Regions from separate parts of the Sus scrofa genome. Here region 1 is linked to region 2. The links are chromatin contacts, called in public Hi-C maps. All regions are on one chromosome and are shown on one strand. The core of a region is the stretch at or near the end of the contact, and the rest is flanking DNA. Distances in the headings are between cores, read along the strand shown.

The links. Hi-C and Micro-C count contacts between places; a contact is called where the count stands out from the background.
Region 1: a Hi-C map of retroperitoneal adipose tissue shows a contact between it and region 2, with 7 times the contacts expected there. A contact is called at or near these places in 4 of 47 Hi-C or Micro-C datasets (heart right ventricle, liver, omental adipose tissue and 1 more).

What each region holds. Positions count from the first base shown.
Region 1 is chr4:111,464,057-111,468,974 of Sscrofa11.1, reverse strand. It overlaps FAM102B (protein FAM102B), which reads left to right and starts at 1,745. Exons shown (of 11, transcript XM_021090109.1): 1 at 1,745-1,967. The coding sequence starts at 1,828.
Region 2 is chr4:110,290,293-110,295,426 of Sscrofa11.1, reverse strand. No RefSeq gene overlaps it. Among named protein-coding and RNA genes, the nearest start is that of EPS8L3, 19 kb to the left of the region's middle.

The sequences.
Region 1 (4,918 bases), core at 496-2,995, 1.2 Mb before region 2:
GAACCCTAAACTCCTAAACTCTGCCCCTGGGTCTTTCCCTTCATTTCTCCCACCTGGAGCACCTTCCCTCCACCAACCCCTGACTCTGTTCCAAATCCCATTCATTCTTTGAAATTCAGAACACTGATTAACTTCAATTAATTCCTTCCTCTTCTGAGTTCCAGACAACTTGCTTCTTCATTCTAAGGAAACACACATGCTAGGTTTTGTTTTTTGGTGGGTTTTTTTGTGGGGCTTTTTTTGTTTTGTTTTGGTCTTTTTAGGGCTGCTTCCATGCTAGGGGTGGACTAGGCTCTGTAGCTGCTGGCCTATGCCACAGACACAGCAACACCAGATCCCAGCCGCATCTGCGACCTCCACCACGGCTTACAGCAACGCAGGATCCTTAACCCACTGAGGAAGGCCAGGGATCAAACCTGTGTCCTCATTGATACTAGTCAGATTTGTTTCTGCTGAGTCACCCACCACAGGAACGCCTAGGTTTTGTTTTTTGATGACTGATTTAGGTATATTTTTCTCACTAGATCGTAAAATTATTGAGGTCAGACTTTTTGTGGTTTGTGTGTGTGTGTGTGTTTTAAATCAATCACCGGGTCTGGACAATAACTGACATTTTCGGTGATTAAACATATTTTTGTACGGATGAATGCATCCATCAATGAGTGAACTGGGAACGAGAATCTCTTCAGTTGCAGCCTTTCAAAGATTACTGCGAGGGAATCTTTCGGGTTATAACTCAGGCTGAAAATATGAATATTACGTAACCAAGTAGTAACATAACGTATAATGTAACAATGTGTAACGTACACATTCTTAAACATGCATCTAAGGAGACTTCTTATTTTTTTGGCTTTTCAGTTTTCCGTATGGACGGCCACATTTTAGAAGGGAAAGTATTATTTGAATGCCTTCTGTACTCTTTTATCCTGGCTGACAGGAATTAAAGTATAAACCGGAGAAAACGCCTGTAGCAGTACAGTGCCTGGGTTCTGCACACGTTCTAATCCCTTCCTCTTCCCTGCCTCCTCCTTGCTTTATATTAGAAGGCTCGTGAATTCAGAGTACCTAAAAGAAATCTGTGTTTTCGGATTTCGATCTGATGAAAACGACGTCGTGGAGATTCTGATTAACCCTATTAACCCGTGACTCTCAAACCCAAGAGGGAAAAAAAATATATCTCTGGAGGGGGAGGGGGAGAAGGGGGGAGAGGGAGAAAGGAGGCGGGGCAAAAACTGAAAGAAAGGCCGAGAGGAAGCTGTAGAAGGAAGTTCCTTTTCGGTCGGATTTGTCTTTTTTTAACCCCAGCGAGGCGTGACGCCCCAACTGCCGTCGCGGGTCCGTTTCCCGGCGAAGCGCCCGCCCGCCGCGAATTTCCTCGCCCGCCCTCCCGCTTCCGCCCGGCGGTGCACTGCTCGTCGCCGCCGCTAGGGGCGCCGCGGGCCCCGTAGCGCCAAGGCAGCGGCGGCGGCGGTTCTCCCAGCTTCACGTCTCCTCCTCCCAGACGGGCGGCGGCGGCGGCGAGTTGCACACCGAGAGGGCGCCCACCGCTCAGGCGAGCTGCAGCACGACCGCTCCCCGCGGGCGGGCGGGGTCCGCGCCGCGGCCGCCGCCGCCGCCGCCGCGCTCCGGCCCCGGCTGCCGCGAGAGGAGGCGGCGGCCCCGGCCCCGGCCGGCCCGCGGCGCCCCCCAGCCGCGCCCCCGCGCGCAGCTCGCGGCCCCGGCCATGGGGCTGGGCGGGCCCGGGGCTCGGCCGAGTTGAAGCGGCGGCGCCGGCCCGCGCGCCCCTTGGGGCCACCCCCGCACCCCGCTCGCCGGCGTCTGGCTCTCATGATGATGAAGAAGAAGAAGTTTAAGTTTAAGGTGGACTTCGGGCTCGAGGAGCTCTCCTCGGTGCCCTTCGTCAACGGGGTCCTCTTCTGCAAGATGCGGCTGCTGGACGGCGGCAGCTTCACCGCCGAGTCCCCCAGGTAACACGCCCGCCCGCCGCCCGCGATCCCCGTTCAGCTGCGCCCTCGCCTGCCCAGCAGGGGCTTGTAGGCTGGGCAGCATCTCTTTCCGTGGCTCCTAAGCTCCAGGAGGGCGGCCAGCCTCGTGAGCTCTTCTTTCTCTAGGGATCAGTCTGAGATCGGTCGGCAGTCTATCGATCTGCTAAAGTGCTTCGCAAGTGGGTTCTTCTCGGCTGGAGTTGCCACCTGCGCTCCTGATTCCAGATGGTTCCTGGTATTTGCACTTCCCTCCTAAATTCTCTAGGAATGGGAACGATGGTCAGAAGGGCGAGGATGCTTGTGGTTTCTCTTCAGACCTTTCTATATTTGTGAGATGCAGAGTGGAACTTGAGCTGCTGTTAAAACAAAAATAACCCAAACAGCTCGAGTTCCAGGAGCGCCCGCTCTCAACAGAAGCCGGTGCCTCAGCCTTTCCCCTTCTCCTTGTTGGTTACTGGAGGGCTCGGGAGCCCAGGATGCGACTAGGGTAGGCCTGATCAGGCTTGACTTGAGTCAAGTGTTCCCTGGCAGACAGCAGTCTGTGCCTCATCTCAGAGCTGCGTGTCCAGTTACGCCCTAACACTCTCTGAATAACCCTTCTCGCAGTGGCCGCCAGTGGCTCTCAGCGTGGAGGACTTAGAACCAGAAGAACCCAAGCCCGCCCCTCTTTTTGAAGTGAGCCCCTAGGCGCTCACAGGGAGGGTCGTTGGTAGGTTATAGAGTGAAGTCAGGAGGGGTGGCATTCCTTGAGTCTTTTTAGGGCCATTTGTAGGTTGACAGATCTACCCGAGGGTAAGTGTTCCTTAAGAAAAGAGTGAATTTGTAGAATTTTTTAAAATGAACTTTTAAATTCTTGCGATCAAGGAATAAGACTCAGAGCTAATGTTTATTTTGCCTCCATATTCTGCTCACGGGCTTTATTTTTACCCTAATAAGTATTCTGCTTTCCTTTTACCTGTCATTCCCTATTAATAATGTAAAGGAAGAATAATGTCCGTGGGTTGTGGAATTGGGACCAGAAAATTGTCTATGGTGGCAATATTGAAGCCTATGGAAGCCAGAGAATGTTAATATCTAGTTGGCCAAAGCAAAGGAGAGAGGAGGCAGTATTGATTCTCAGACTTAAATAACGGTCAGCTGAGCATAGTTTTTAAAATTAAAGTATGATGACAAATCTGTGGCTGTTCAGCTAATTAATTACACCAGAGTCATTTTTAACACACTGGGAAGAAAGCGGTGTTACTCAGAATGGTGCAACAAATACTTCGCTAGCTCTTAAGGTGTAGAAAGCCTAAGGCAATTCTTGAATGTTCTGTAGGTGCAAATGACAGTCTTACCCTGCAATGCCGCAGGGTTCCCACCCCCTACTTCTGGCAGTTAGACCAACTCTTCTGGGTCAGTGGTGACACCTGGTGGTCAGGGTACTTCCCTACTGCCTCCTTTCTCCCTCAGATTATTGGTCTGGCTTCTTAAAAGTCAGGTATTCTGGTGCTGCAGGCAGTGTTTTATTCAGCAAATATGTATAGGCTAAACCCTTTAAATAGATCAACCTATTTCATTCTCACAGCAAGCCTGTAAGGTAGGGATCCCCATTTTGTAGATGAATAAACTGAGATTCAGCCTAACTCACTTTCCAAGGTCCCCACGTCTGATACGTGAAATGCCAAAATTCAAAAAACAGGTCTATCGAACTTCAAGCAGACTGCTGTCAGATAAAAGCAGACTGCTGTGTTTGAATAGGGGACTTCCTAATGGTTTTACCAAGCGAGGGGCGTAACTGGATTTGGAATGTACAAGACTGGAAAGGAAAAAGCAGAGTATTCTGTATTAAACGTATCCCGTTCTCTGCCAAATAAATGTGACTTTAATCAAAGTCACGTAGGTTAAAGAGTTGTGCTCTGTGTGACCAACCAAACAACATCCCTATGGTTTGGAGGGAAGTGATTCATTATAAGGAGCCTGTGCCTTGTTAGGGAGAGTCGTTGGTATCAAGTTAAGAGGAGGAGTTTGAAATGAGGCGGATCTGAACCTAAATCTTCCCTCCACGCTGGAAAACCTGGGTGGGTTACTTAGCCTCTCAAGTCTTCCATATGTAAAACAGAAACCATCGCTGGCTTATGGGGGTGTTGTGGAGATTTAGTAGAATGATGTCTCTAAAAACAGCTACCACAGTGCTCTGGCACCTAGCTGACATTTAAAGAGGAGACAGGGAGTTCATCTGAGAGTTAGTTTACTTTACATGTTATACTTAATTCTTTTCTCCTGAAAACTATGGAAATATTGATTTGAAAAATCTATTTTAGAAGGAAAAAAAATCCCTAAAGGATGTGAATGATTTAAAAATTGCATAGTGTTTCATTCTTGGGTGCCAGTCTAGGCAGTGCATCTCTAAATAAATGCTGGATTTTCATTTTTTAAAAAAGTTACCTTCTGCTTCTCCTAAACCAAATACAGTTAACACTTACTACTTCTCCCTTAAACATATGAAATGCACTACATAGTAAGGGGTGAACTCAGCAGGCCCAAGACTGCTTTCCTTAGATAGGCCTGCTTTACAGTGTTTTTGCTGGCATCTGGGAATTGAACGTTCAACAGTCGACTTCACTGACGTAAAACTTTCTAGTGGCTCATCGTGCCTCAATCCAAACAGTGTGATTGGTGCTGTGTACTTTCTAGGAGTCTGGAATTTTGGCTTGTGCTAGGCAGAGGGTGCCTACATCATCAGCCCTTTAGAAAAAAAAAAAAAAAAAGCCTTAGGTTCTGCATGAGCTTCCTTGGTAAAGGACACATGTTGTCACAGTTTGATGCTGGAGAAACTGCATTCGGGTGACTCCCCTGGGAGAGGGCTCTGGAAAGCTTGCACTTTGTTTCTTCAGACTTTGTTCTGTGCTCCTTTCTCCTTTGCTAATTCTGCTTTATCTCTTTTCCCTGTT
Region 2 (5,134 bases), core at 972-3,471:
ATACAAACCTGCCCTGACAACGAATTTGAACGCTGCTCCCGTGGACAGCGGGAAGCAGTAGGTACATGAGCTTCTGTTCCCTTTCCTGCCTGTCACCACCTGTGAGGATGTAAGCAGGTAGGGTGGGGGAGGGGTTCCCGGAGAAAAAGAACCAGGCATGGCTTCCGTGACCTAAGCGAAGCCATCTTTGACCTAAGCCATTGGGGATCTAAGCTGGGCTAATGCTTGGCTTTGAATAGGTCTCAGTAATGCACAATCTTAAGGAAAGTGAGGGGTGCAGAAACAGAGAAAAAGCAGGCAGGAAACAACAGCTCAGCGATAAAGCAGAGTCTTAGTTCCTCCTCAAGGAATACACAGTGCAATCTGATGCACGTCTTTGATTTCTGCAGGAACTAAGCCCCCCACCCCCAGGGAGAGGATGGAATGATGAGTCGACCCTCCGGACCTCAGCCACCTAAAGCCTGGACTCTGCCCTCCTTTGCCCCAATGCTCTGCCGATGTCTCCTCTGCTCAAGCCCCTTTGTGAATATGCATATACCCTTAGCTTCAAACGTCCCCAGTTTCGCCATCCTGGAGACCCTGCTTTGGGAGAGATCCTGGTGTTCTTAGTTGCAGCGGGTGATGATAAATCCTTCCTTCTCCGGCTCTGTGGCTTGTTTGTCTTTTGGGGTCTGACACCTCCCAAGAGGTGAACCCGGTGTTCAGGAAGCAGTGACCCCGGGAACGTGGCGGTGAAGAACAGGGCTTCAGAGCCTGAGCCAGACGGTCGAGGAGCAGGGCCTGCGTGGGGAGCTGGCTTGGCGGGCTGCTTCCACATGGCGGCTGGGGCCCCGATCCGTGGCTTCTGTGATGATGAAGTTACCCTGGTGGGCTGTGCTCAGCAGAGGGGGTGGGGATGTTCCCCTGGGGCCCTTCTGCCTCTCCCAGCCCCCAGGTCCCTGTGAGTCTGAATCTAGGCTGTGGTTCTTACCCGTTATGAGCGGGTTTTGAAGTCCCTTTGCTCTCAAGTCTGCAACCCGTCTCTACCACCTGCGCCAGGCCTGGGCTGTCCAACTCCATGATCAAAGTAGCAGGCTGGGTTAAAAGAGTAGACCTGGACCGGGAACGCAGGACACACCATTGTGGGGGGAAGGAAGGTGGGTATTTGGGGGTGTCAGGAGAGCCCTAGAACATGAAGGCCATGTGGGGCCTCCAGCTGCAGGTGAAAGAGGACATGCCTGAGGGTAGTTGGTGTGGGACACATGTGTGCGTGTGCATGTGTGTGACTGGTGTCAGTGATTGTGTGCGTGTGTGTCTTTGAAAATAACATTTGTCCCATTTTCTTCTTTTTCTCGAGCAGGCCTGATTGCGGCAGGGTCTGTTCTGGAACTGCCAGGGCAGCGTGCGTGTACCGGGATAGATGTGATGAAATATAGCTCTTGATAAGGCCGCAACAGGGGCCTCTCCATTTCTTTGGTGTTGTTTTGGGGATTTATTTTTTCCTTTTGCAGCAGCGCCTGCAGCCTATGGAATTTCCCGGGCTAGGGGTCGAACTGGAGCTGCAGCTGCCAGTCTACACCACAGTCACAGCCAGAAGGATCCAAGCCGCATCTTCGACCTACACCACAGCTCACGGCAACACCAGATCCTTAATCCACTGGGCGAGGCCAGGGATTGAACCCACATCTCTATAGAGACAACATCAGGTCCTTAACTCACTGTGCCACAACGGAAACTCCTTGTTTCAGGGATTTTTTTAAAGCCCCCGCCACCCAGGATATCAAGGGCTTCTATTTAATTCATTCCCTCAAGAAGTGCACTGAGCAGGCACAGGAGACGGGACTCTAAGTCAGAGACTAGCCCTGAGGGTCCCAGAGATAGAGGGAGAATAAGACGTGATTCCCACGGCCCCCGAGCCACCACTGGCCATGCAGCGCAGAGAGCAGGAATGGGTGCTGGACAGCCTGGGTACTCAGGCTGTGGGGACACAGGGTGGCCGCTTGCTCTGCCTGGTATGGGCAGCAGGAGGCGCCACCACCAGGGTGGCTTGAGCCTACAAAGACTGGATGGGCATCAGCAAGGTCCCCATGGTGGGGACTGGCACCTTGGCCTGAGGTCCCACTTGTGCCAGAGACATGAGAGGGCTTGGGCTGTGGGAGAACTAGAGGGAGTGTGGTGCAGCCAGACCTTGGGGACAGGGCAGTGGGGACAGACAGATGCCAATGCTCATCTCGAGGGTCACTTCCCCGAGCCCTCTTGGGCCTGGCGGAGGGGTCTGGGCTTTCACCTGTGGCAGGGGTCACAGCCTCAGCTGTCGCAGGGCCTTGGTGGGAGGAGAGGGCATAAAGATGCCGGTGAAGAGGCTGCTCTGCAGAGGGCGGCCCTTCTCCCCGATGTGGGCCGGCAGATCCAGTCGACGTGTCCCCAGCCAGGTCTTCAGAGAAGCTGGAACCCAGATTTTTATGTGGACACTTTTATTATTAGATGTTCATTAAGTAATTCAGATTTAACACAGAACAAAACAGAAACACAAGCACAAGCCAAATAGGAAAGATCTGCGATTCCCACTTGGCTCGGGGCTGCTAGGGAGCCGTGGGAGTGGAGGACCCCGCAGGGTCCGAGTGGGAGGGACCGCTCGGAGCCTGCTTCCTGGGGAGCATCTTGGAGACGCGGTCAGGAGGGCAGGGTGCAGAGGCCGAGAGACCAGCTAAGAGGCCCAGAGAAAAGGCTCCTTCTTTATTCCCGCAGTGTTGATGGATGGCATGTCCCCTGCAGCACTGTGCTGGGGGCGCTGCTGAGGGGCCCCTCAGAAGCGGAGCTCCGGCCTAGTCACGGGTATTGCCAGCATTTGAGGTGCACGCTGCTGTCTTTGTTTTCTGGCTTCCCAAGTCTCCCTGGGCCTCAATTTCCCCACCCCGCCCCCTGAGGTCTAGACTACCTGTCCTGTTCCCTCCCAGGCACCCTTTCCTGTCCCGCTGGGCCCCAGGGCTACATTCAGCTCTCGGGCCACATCTGCCCTCGGCAGTGCCTCCATTGCAGCTTCTTCTCTGGATTGTGCCCCCACTCTGTTCATACCCCCCCATTTCCCTTCTGGAGTTTATCTCCACATCTTTGGCAACTCACAGGTCCTCTGAGAAGCCCCTTGGCTCCACAGCTGCGCCCATCACACTCCTCCGGCTGGTAGATCCCGGTGGGAGAGGGGCCTCTCTCCCAGGCCCCCTGGGGCTTTTTATCAGCAGGAAATCAGCAGACTCTCCCATATTCATGCATCCAGCTGAACACCCAGCCTGGGGTCCAGGAGTGCCAACAGGAGACCTGGTGCCTGTCCTCAGGCCACTCCCAGGACAGGAGCGGGAGGCCTGTCCACCACCAACAGAATCATCTAGTGCCTGAGAGATATTCCCCGTGAGCCACTGAGGGCTGTGGGAGGGCAGAGACCCGATTCCAAGCCCTTCACAGGCTCCTGGAAGGCTCACCACAATCCATCAAGTTCAGCTCTGATACTGTACCATTTACAGGTGAGGAGACTGAGGCCCCGAGAGGTGAGCAAGCTGTCGGTAGTAGCAGCACTTGGTTTTGACCCAGGCTGGTTGACTGCGAAGCCCACCGCCTTCATGGCACTTGGGCTTGGGGGCGGGCGGGGGACCAGCCTGAGGTGGCGGTGGTGGGCATTTCAGGGCTGGGGAGTGAGAGCTGGGGGCCCGCTGAGCACAGCCCTGGGGGCGGCCGGTGCGCTTTCTCTGGACATGGGGAGTGCTTCAGAGCAACTGACACATTATTTGGGGGAGACCCTGGCTGCTGGAGGGGGTCTGGATGTGCCCCCACCCTCCTCAGGCCCTCACCCAGCCCCTGCTCCAGTCTCTGAGTCCATGGCACATGGCTCTCCCTTCTCCTGGAAGAAGAAGGAGCACTGGATTAGGAGCCAAGGTCCAGTAACTCGCCTGTGACCTTGACCCTGGCTGTGTAAAATGGGCAAAAGCACAGACTATCCTGCGGAATTTAATAGAGATCAAAAATTGAAGATGGGGGAGTGCCCGTCGTGGCGCAGAGGAAACGAATCGGACTAGGAACTATGAGGTTGCGGGTTCGATCCCTGGCCTCGCTCAGTGGGTTAAGGATCTGGTGTTGCCATGAGCTGTGGTGTAGGTATCAGATGTGGCTCGGATCTGGTGTTGCTGTGGCTGTGATGTAGGCTGGCAGCTGCAGCTCTGATTCGACCCCTAGCCCAGGAACCTCCATACGCTGAGGGTGCGGCTTTAAAAAGCAAAAAAAAAAAAAAAAAAAAAAAGTGAAGATGGCAGAAGGAAACTGCTAGAAAAATTAAGATGGATTCATTCATTCAACAAGTGTCTAGTGAGCACATACTCTGTGCCGGGCATGCCCTGGATTTTGGGGTACAGTCCTACCTGCCCAGGCTTTATAGTCTAGAGGGGAGGCTGGTGTGAAAGAGCCACACAGATAAATACATAAGCACAAACTGAATTGTGCCCTATAAGATCATTTCATGGGGACCAAACATAGGGTCAGGGAGGCCTTCCTGAAGAAATGAGATTTAAACTGAAGAATGGGGGGAGTTCCTCTTGTGGCTCAGCGGTAATGAACCTGACTAGTATCCGTGAGGATGCAGGTTCGATCCCTGGCCTCGCTCAGTGGGTTAAGGATCCGGCATTGCTATGAGCTGTGGTGTAGATTGAAGGTATGGCTTGGATCTGGCGTGGCTGTGGTATAGGCCAGCATCTATAGCTCCAATTGGACCCCTAGTCTGGGAACTTCCATATGCCATGGGTGCGGCCCTAAAACGCAATTGAAATGAAATGAAATGCAAAAGGATGGGGATGGCAGCCTTGCACAGGGCAGGACAGGTGCCAGGAGGGAGTGCAAAGCTCTGGAGTGGAGAACAAGCCAGGGCCTTGAGACAGGGTACTGAGGTGGGGGTGGGGGCAGGGACCGATGGGCCGGATGAGGCCAGGCCTGGCAAAAGGGCACTAGCGAAGGATTTGGTTTAAATGACCTGACAACAACCAGCCTCAGCCTCATCTTCGGCCCTTTTCTCCTTGTCCTGGGTCCCTGGAGATTCTCTGCCCTCAGTGTCTATGCTGTGTGATGAGAAATTGGGCCTGGAGAGGAGGTCTGAACCCCCTGCCCCCTCCCTGGG